Regions from separate parts of the Ovis aries genome. Here region 1 is linked to region 2. The links are chromatin contacts, called in public Hi-C maps. All regions are on one chromosome and are shown on one strand. The core of a region is the stretch at or near the end of the contact, and the rest is flanking DNA. Distances in the headings are between cores, read along the strand shown.

What was found. Hi-C and Micro-C count contacts between places; a contact is called where the count stands out from the background.
Region 1: a Hi-C map of liver shows a contact between it and region 2, with 4 times the contacts expected there. The contact joins two enhancer-like sites. A contact is called at or near these places in 6 of 16 Hi-C or Micro-C datasets (blood, liver, muscle and 2 more).

What each region holds. Positions count from the first base shown.
Region 1 is chr11:48,634,872-48,639,311 of ARS-UI_Ramb_v3.0, forward strand. No RefSeq gene overlaps it. Among named protein-coding and RNA genes, the nearest start is that of KPNA2, 19 kb to the right of the region's middle. Within about 2 kb of position 1,885, at least 20 of the 54 cell types and tissues checked have an H3K27ac peak or open chromatin away from gene starts, as enhancers often do. A contact at or near this core is called in liver, where this site is marked.
Region 2 is chr11:48,472,453-48,476,882 of ARS-UI_Ramb_v3.0, forward strand. It overlaps SMURF2 (SMAD specific E3 ubiquitin protein ligase 2), which reads right to left. Exons shown (of 19, transcript XM_027974335.2): 11 at 1-58. Among named protein-coding and RNA genes, the nearest start is that of CEP95, 62 kb to the left of the region's middle. Within about 2 kb of position 2,604, at least 4 of the 54 cell types and tissues checked have an H3K27ac peak or open chromatin away from gene starts, as enhancers often do. A contact at or near this core is called in liver, where this site is marked.

The DNA of each region.
Region 1 (4,440 bases), core at 635-3,134, 160 kb after region 2:
TGACAAGAGCAGGGCTCACCATGGGCCCTGAAGCCATAGGCTGCCTGGCTTTTGGAGCAAGTGTTCAGACTTCCATAGCACCTGATGCTGGGAAAGATCCAAGGCAGGAGGAAAAGGTGGCGACAGAGGACGAGAAGGCTGTATGGCATCACCCACTCAATGGATGTGAGTTTGGGCAAAGTTTGGGAGACAGTGGAGGACAGGGAACCCCGGCGTGCTGCAGCCCATGGGGTCGAAAAGACTCAGACGTGACTTAGCCTCTGAACAACAATAACACAGCACCTGTTGTGAGATCTGGCTGAACCTTTAAGTGTCTACCTGGAGCTTGGGTGGGCCAGTGTCCAGGACTGGGCCCTGGGGGAACTCAGGGGGCACCCACGACTTGGATACTGCTCTCGGGCTGCCCGTGGCAGCAGGATGGAGGGAAACCTATCCCCCAAGCAATGAGGGAGACACAGCTTGGTGAAGGTGTCATCAGGAGGAGGCCAAAGTGGGTGGCAGAGAGGAGGAAGGGACCCCGTGGGGATGTCCAGGGGGCTTCCTGGGTGAGAGGAACATTTCCAAGGTTTTCTCCATGAAGGACAGTTTTAAAATTCTTATTGTTGTTTTTTAGTTGCCCGACCAGGAATCGAACTCATGCCCTCAGCAGTGAAAATGTAGAGTCCTTACCACTGGACTGCCAGGGAATTTTTAAGTTTGCAAAAAGAAAGATTGAAGTAAAATTCCCCTTGTCTCTGGCTATTGGCTGAACTTCCTTGTGGCTGTCTCTTGCTGATGGCCAGACAAACAGTGACAGCCTGGGGCTCCCTGGCAGCTAGGCCTTGAGGAAAGAGAAAAGAAATAGCTGCTTGCTGAATAGGCCCTGTCGGAGAAACAGAATGGCTTATTCACTGCAAGAAAAACAGGACCTTGAAACCCTGGGGCCCAATCAGAAGTGCAAAAAAAAGGGGTCCCTTTTCCACAAGGATCACTTACAAGATTTATAAGATACCTGATTCCCAGGGCGTGTCTCCAACATCCAATGTTTGGGAGATTGTCATCACCTGCAGGATCAGCCCAGGAATCCAGGATGCTCCCAGAAGCTTAGATCCTAGATCTGAATGGGCTGAAATGTCCCCACCGTTAAGATGTGGGACTTAACAGAGAGGACACAAGCCAACACTGAGTCACGCTGAACCTTTAGACCAGGCTTTTAAAACCTCAGCACTACTGACATTTTGGGCAAGATCACTCTTTATCGTGGGGGGTCTATTCTGTGAGTTACACACAGTATGTTCAGTCGGATCCTAGACCTCTACCTACTTAGTTGTCAATAGCATCCCTCTCCCCAAGAAGTGACACCCCAAATGTTCCCTTGGGGGTTGTAAAATCATCTTTGATCCAGCACCATTGCTTTAGATAAAAATTCACCTGGTTAAATTTTTTATTTTTCAGTTACCTGAAATCACATTCAAAAGTCTAAATGACACAATTTCAACACCAATACCTGAACCCCACTGAATGCAGCAGAAAGCAAATCAAAGAGGCTGCCTCCCTCGCTGCTTCCTTGCAGTTTCAGTTGCGTTAGGCGGTTGGCTTTCCGCCCTCTCCACTGTTTGAATTGTTGCTGTGCAGGGCAAACACAGCGGCGGCTCCACCTCAGACAGAGCTGGCCCCATTTCAACAACGGCTGGGAGGACTCTCGTGGGGGCTTTCCAAGCTTAATTAGTTCATATTTGTCAAGTTCCTTAGGAAGCACAGGCCAGGATGCTATGGGAAGTCCAAGTTACTAGGATTCTCGCCACACTCTTTTAAAAAAGAACATTCCCGCATAAAAAGACCAGGGAAAGCCAGAAAAGAGCTCCTAGGAGCATGTGTGTGTGAATAGTGAAGGAGTCCCTGGGAAGTGCCTTTGTGACCGTAAAGAAAGAGAGTAATACTTTCCAACTTTCTGGCTCTCCTCCTAGTCTCTAGAGCAGGAAATTATTTAAAGTATTTCCTGAACAGCTGAAGTATGTTAGAAACCTGCTAGCATTCTCTGCGTTATCTCCAGGAAATAGACGCCGAAGAATTTTTCTTTGCCACCAGAAACTATTTGGGCTCTGTTGCTCATTTCCACCTGAATGGGATGAATACTCTCATTCTGGGAATTGGAGATGACAATCTTTTTAGATCATTTTTATGTCATACGCAGTGTCCGAAAAAACACACCCTCGAAGAGAACTCTCTTAGCATGTGTGTGTGTGTGTCTGTGTGTGTGTGTGTGTAGAGAGAGAGACAGAAACTTTCTTTGCCAGGTAATTTAGCATTGTCAGTAATAACTTGCTAGTTACCTAGTTATCCCCACTTAATCTCCGGGTGGGATAAGAATGAGGTCAGCCTCTTCTGTGTTAGGCAGAATTCTAGAATGCGCAACAAAAGGGAACTGAGTAGCCCCAACCCACCTCTAGAGATTTGCTCCCTCCAAGGCCTGAGCCCATAAATCTCTCCGGGTGGGGGTCTGCAGGCATCCTGCCCCGCTAGCTAGCTGAGTTTAAGCCTCCTGAGCAAATCAATGTTGGGATGTTCGTGGGGTCATGGGACGGAGAGCCATCTGGGAGCCAGCTGTTTGACTTTGGCTAGCAAATTCCCCCAACCTCCTAGGAGAAGGGCAGGCATGATGACCACAGCAGAAATACCAGGGGGAAATGGCAGTTGTTAGCTCCAAAGCAAAGCACAAGGCCTAGAAACAAAGCCAATTTCTAAAGAGAGTGACAGCTCTGATGAAGCTGGTGAAGGCCAGGCAAGTTCCCTGCTTCCTTGAGAACAGTTAGGAGCCATCCCTGGCGGTCGAGCCCGGGATCCAACCCTGGGAAGTGTCTGATTTGCCTCTCAGAGACCTAGCTGTCAGCAAGAGGACGGGGAGCCAAACAGTACTTCGTTACCGCCCACCCTCTGGAGCCTGCAGAGAAGCCGAACTTGAGGCCAAAGAGAGAAACACAAACCCCTGCCATCTTCTCTTTCAGGGGACAAAGGCACCACATTCTTCCTGTGCTTCATCACACTTTTGGAGTGAATGTCCGCCAAATGCCATCTTTCAGGGGCAGCAGTTAAAACTCCCATTCAACTTGAGTTCTTTAGTCAAATTACAGCTGAATTCTTGGCCTGAGGTCTTAAACAACTGCGTGAAGCTGGCTCCGATGACATTAAAAAAATAAAGTGCACCTCAGCTATGTAGAAAATAAATTGGAGAGAACTACACCTTAAGTGTATAATGTTTTGAGGGTGGCTACACCTTTAAGAACCCAGTTTTCATCAACCTATGAGCCCCTTTCTCGGAAAAGCTCATATTCCTGTATTTAACAATAAACTTTGCATACAATTTCAGGGGTTCATGGGCCCCTAAAGGCCTATCCTGGATCTCAGGTTATTCCAATTAAAACTTTCTATCTCTGCAAAGTATTAATACTATGTATAAAATAAAGAAGTACCAAGATTATGTTGTACAATGCAGGGAATATAGCCAATATTTTATGATAACTATAAATGGAGTATAGTCTATAAAAATCTTCAATCACTATTGTACTATGAGTTGTATAGCTGAAACTAATATCGTAAATCAATAAAAAAAATCCCAAACTCTTCCTGTGTTTAATTATGCATGTAAACATCTTGTGGTCCTATTTTTCCTTGTATTGTTTTCTAATAAAATTAAAAATAACTTGAAAAAGAATTCCTATCTATGAAAAAATATACAATCTAATGGTGAGATTTTAGACTATTTTAATCTTTGAGGTGGTGGGTTTTTTAAATTTTCCAAAATTAGGATTATCTCTGTAACAAGAAAAGGTTATTTTACAAAGTTACCAAGAAAGAAGTTTCACTAAGTTAATGTGAAAGTTTCCTTGATGTGACAGAGAAATTGGTTGAAAAGATGGACAAAAATTGAGAGCGGGGGTAGTCACTGGTCATCTAAAAATTTGGTTTAAGCCCGTTTTTAAAGGTCTTCTCATTGCTATGTGTTTTTCCACATTTCTCCTGTAATCCAAGTGTTGCTAAAAAATTGTATGTCTTTCATAATTACATTTGGAACAGCCTACTAATATTTATGTATTTATATTATCTTTTTTCATTCATTTTGAATGAATTCAGTTTTCTGAGTCATCCAATTCTTTAAATTCCTTTGTTTTTATGACGAAGCTTCCAATATCTCTCCCTGAGGGCTTCCCTGGTGACTCAGATGGTAAAGAATCCGCCCGCAATGCAGGAGACCTGGGTTCAATCCCTAGGTTGGGAAGATCCCCTGCAGAAGGGAATGGCAACCTACTCCAGTACTCTTGCCTGGAGAATTCCATGGACAGAGGAGCCCAATGGGCTACAATCCACCGGGTTGTAAGAGTCGGACATGACTGGGAAACTAACACACACACGTCTCTACCCGAATCTGTTCAAGTTCTAAACATTCAACCTCATTCAGAGTAG
Region 2 (4,430 bases), core at 1,354-3,853:
GTCATCAGGGCACAACGACACCACCTGCTGCTGCTGGTCTTTCAGTTGGTTCTGCCGACTACAAGTAAGCAAACATTAGTAGAGAGTCTTTTATAAGACTGCAATCACACATTTAAAATAGCACTGCATGCTAAACCAAGTCTATATTATTTCGAGGCCTTATTTTAGTCTTAGCTTGACATTTCTGACAACAATAAACTGGCTCCAGAGTTTATTTCTTAGAATTTATGGAAGTGGACAATGAGAGTTTTATCCAAAAAGCTTTATACAGCTGCTTAGAGCAACTTTCTCAAGTACTGTTTCCATTTTCCTCCACTCAGTTTACCAGCTCTCACTTCAAAATTCAGGCGCATGCCAAACCCTGCGCCTGTTATCTAGAGTCCGTCTCTCTGAAAGAAACAAACAGTTGGAACTGGCAGTTTGGCAGGACCCCTTCTCCTATGCATGCTACAGTCTAGACCACAGGAATGTGGGAAGTTACAGAGAAATGAGCACTTTACAAACAAGTCTAAATGCTTTATAAAGTGACTATTTTTCTTTTCTTTCCTTCTTTATTTTTTTGGGGGGGGCATGCAGTGTGGCATGCAGGACCTTAGTTCCTTGACCAGGGATCAAATCTGTGTCCCCTGCAGAAGAAGCATGGAGTCTTAGCCAGGGGACCACTAAGGAAGTCCTTATCTTTTTACTGTGGTAAAACACACATAAAATTTACCATTTTAACCATTTTTAAGTATTACAGTCACTGGCATTAAGTACATTCACATTGTCTCTTATGCTGAAGTGACTTCGAACTGCATATACAGTTTACCACAAATACACAAAAATAATCTCCCAAGTATAGCAGAAACATAATTTTTAGAAGGCACATTGCCTAGAGATATATTTATTCTCCTGACAAAAATACTGTAAGCTGCATCTAAGAATTTTTTTTAAAGAATCTTATGATATAATGAATGAGTTAATTTCAGTAAACTGTCAGGAAATAAAAAGTCATGTAATTCACAATTAATGTCTATGCAAATGCTGAATGATTCCGCTGGAATCTAATTTCACACACAACAAACAAGAGTATAATCTTCTAACCTATAAGTAAAGGACAATGGTAGCTATGATAAAATAAAAATAACTTTCAGTTCTCTAACAAATCACTCAAACTTACTTTACATATAATGGTTCAATAGGTAAAGGCCCAAATTTATACCTAGAACACATAACTATCCAAAAAAACGCAGCTTTGATGAAAATGACAAATCACCATTTATTCTCATAAAGCACTGTAATAAAGGTGTTTTTTGTATACCACACATATATAAATCAAAACAGAATATATTAAAAATACTCTTTAAACAACGTATTAATCATATCCCCAAAAAAGAACTTGGGTACACAAAGTTAAAGATACAAAACTTTAATTCAAAGTGGATCAGAGACCTCAACGTAAAACCTAAAGCCAAAAGCCTTAGGTGCCAAAACACAATCCGTAAGACAAACAAATGGATAAAATGAACATCACTTAAATTTCAAAGAACCTTTACACTTTTCAAAAGACACTGTTAAAAAAATGAAAAGACAAGTCACAGTCTAGGAGAAAATCTTTCTAAAGCTTATAGCTGACATAAAACTTGTATTTCAAGCATCTAAAGAATTCTCAAAACTCAAAAAAACTCAGTTTTTTTTTTAAAAAAAAGGAGGCAAAAAATTTCACCAAAGAAGATATACAGATGGAAATAAGCCCATGAAAAGATGCTCAACATCATTAGTTACTACAGGAAAGCAAATTAAAACTTCATGAGAATTCTGTAAAGCAATTATCCTTCAATAAAAAATAAATTAATTTAAAAAACTTAATGAGATACCACTATACATCTATTAGAATGTCTAAAATTAAGATTAACCATAGTGAAACTCCAGTACTTTGGCCACCTCATGCAAAGAGTTGACTCATTGGAAAAGACTTTGATACTGGGAGGGATTGGGGGCAGGAGGAGAAGGGGACGACAGAGGATGAGATGGCTGGATGGCATCACTGACTCGATGGACATGAATCTGAGTGAACTCCGGGAGTTGGTGATGGACAGGGAGGCCTGGCGTGCTGCGATTCATGGGGTTGCAAAGAGTCGGACACGACTGAGCGACTGAACTGCACTGAAACCAAGTGTTACCAAGAGCAACTACAACTCTCACACACTGCTAGTGGGAATGTCAAACGGCATAATCACTTCGAAAGACAATCTGGCAGTCTCTTCAAAAGTTTAACACAAATCTGTCATATGATGCAGCCTAGGCATTTATTTATCAGAGAGGAGTGAGAGTGTATGTCCACTGAAGGACTTAAACATAAACATTAATGGCAGTTTAGTCACAGCCCCAAACTGAAACAATCCAAATATTCATCAGCAGGTAAACAGATTCATAAATTGAGGTCTATCCACACAATGGAATGAAAAGAAATGAACTATACAGGCAACAACAGAGATGAATCTCAAATAATTACGCTGGGTAAAAGAAATCAAACGAAAGAGAGGACATACTGTATGAATCCACTTATCCAGAACTCTAAACACTGCAATGTGTAGTGACAGAAAGCAAATCGGTGGTTGGCTGAAAATGAGGTGTGGACTGAACTGTGTCTAAGTAAATAAGTTGAGGGCGTAAGCCTTAGCACCCCTGACTTTGACCTTATTTGGACACAGGGTCTTTGCAGATGTACTCAAGTTAAATGAGGTCACACTAGATGAGGGTGGCCCTAAATCCAACAGACTGGTATTCTTATAAGGAGAGGTAAACTTGGATCCAGAATATAGGGGAGAAGCTGTAACATATTAAGATATATACTTTGGTCTTTGTCCCCAGTTACTGACACAGAACTCCTAAAATGCTTGAAATTTCCTGAATGACAGAGGTGACAAGAAAAGTGTATTCTGTTCCAATATTTGGTCTTTGTCCCTGTTACAAGACAGGGAAGCTCCTAAGTCCCTTAGAAGTTCCTGGGTTTTGGAGCATTTTTTGTTTCAGTGAGGTTACTGTTACATAGTTGCAGGATGGGGCCTGGTCGCAGGAAAGACCAAAGCTTGATGAGAAGCCTAGAACTTTCAGTGCCACGCCCCCCCCCTCCCCCCGCAGCCTCTGGGGAGCGGGGAGAGGAACTGGAGACCGAGTTAATGATCAATCACTCCTATGTGATAACATCTCCATAAAAACCCCTGAATGCTGGTGTTCAGAATGCTGGGTTGATGAACACACCGCAGGTGCCCAGAGGATGAAGCACCTTGCAGCTAAGTACATGCAAGGCCCATGTAGCACCTTGCAGCTAAGTACATGCAAGGCCCATGTAGCCCCTCTCCTGTCCTATGCCTCTCCTGTCCTATGCCTCGCTTCCATTTGGCTGTGCCTGAGTTACACCCTTTATAAGAAAAACTGGTAACAGTAAGGAAATAATTTCCCTGAGTTCTGTGAGCCATTCTAGCAAATTGCTGAACCCAAGGGTCATGAGAACGCCTCGACATACAGCCAGTTGGCAAGAAATATGGGAGGCCTTGTTGAAACTGAGCCCTTCACCTGTGAGGCCTGATGCCAACTGGGTGGCATTAGACTGAATTCAAGTCCGTAGATGGGGAGAATTGAAATGTTTGAGGAAAAAACTCCCACACTTGGTGGCAGATGTTTTGTGGGTAGACCAGATCGCAGGCCAGGTGAAGACAAGGAACAGACTGGAATAATGGTCCCACAAGTCAAGGAACAGCAAGGTTTCCGGGAACCAACAGGAGCTAGGAGAAGGGCATGTAACTGATCTTCCTTGAGAGATTCCAGAAGGAACCAACCCTGAGCCAGCCTGGCTCTGAACTCCAGTCTCCAGAACTGCCAGAGAATGAACTTATACTATTTTAAACCACCTAGTGTATAGTATTTTGTTACGGCAGCCTTGGGAAACTAGAGAAGGGGTGGGAGGAGGGACCACCAAGAGGCTACAAAGAGGCAGGAGGAAACTCTCGGGGCAGTGGATACGTTCACTATCTCCATTAAGGTGAGGGTCTCACAGTATATAATATGTCAAAACAAACCGCACATAGAAAATATGTACAATTTACTGTGTGTCAATTAAATTTCAACAAAGCCAATTTTAAAACAGTTCATCAAAAAAAGTCTACAAATAATAAATGCTGGAGAGTGTGGAAAGAAAAGGGAACCCTCCGACACTGTTGGCGGGAATGTAAATGGGTGTAGCTACCACGGAAAACAGCATGGAGGGTCCTGAAAACACTAAAATGGAGCTACCATATGATCTAGCAATCCCTCTCCTGGGCATGCATCTGGAAAATATGAAAACTAATGCAAAAAGATACATGCACTCCAATGTATACAGCAGCATTATCTACAAGAGCCAAGATAAGGAAACAACCCAAGTATACATACTCTCACACACAATGAAA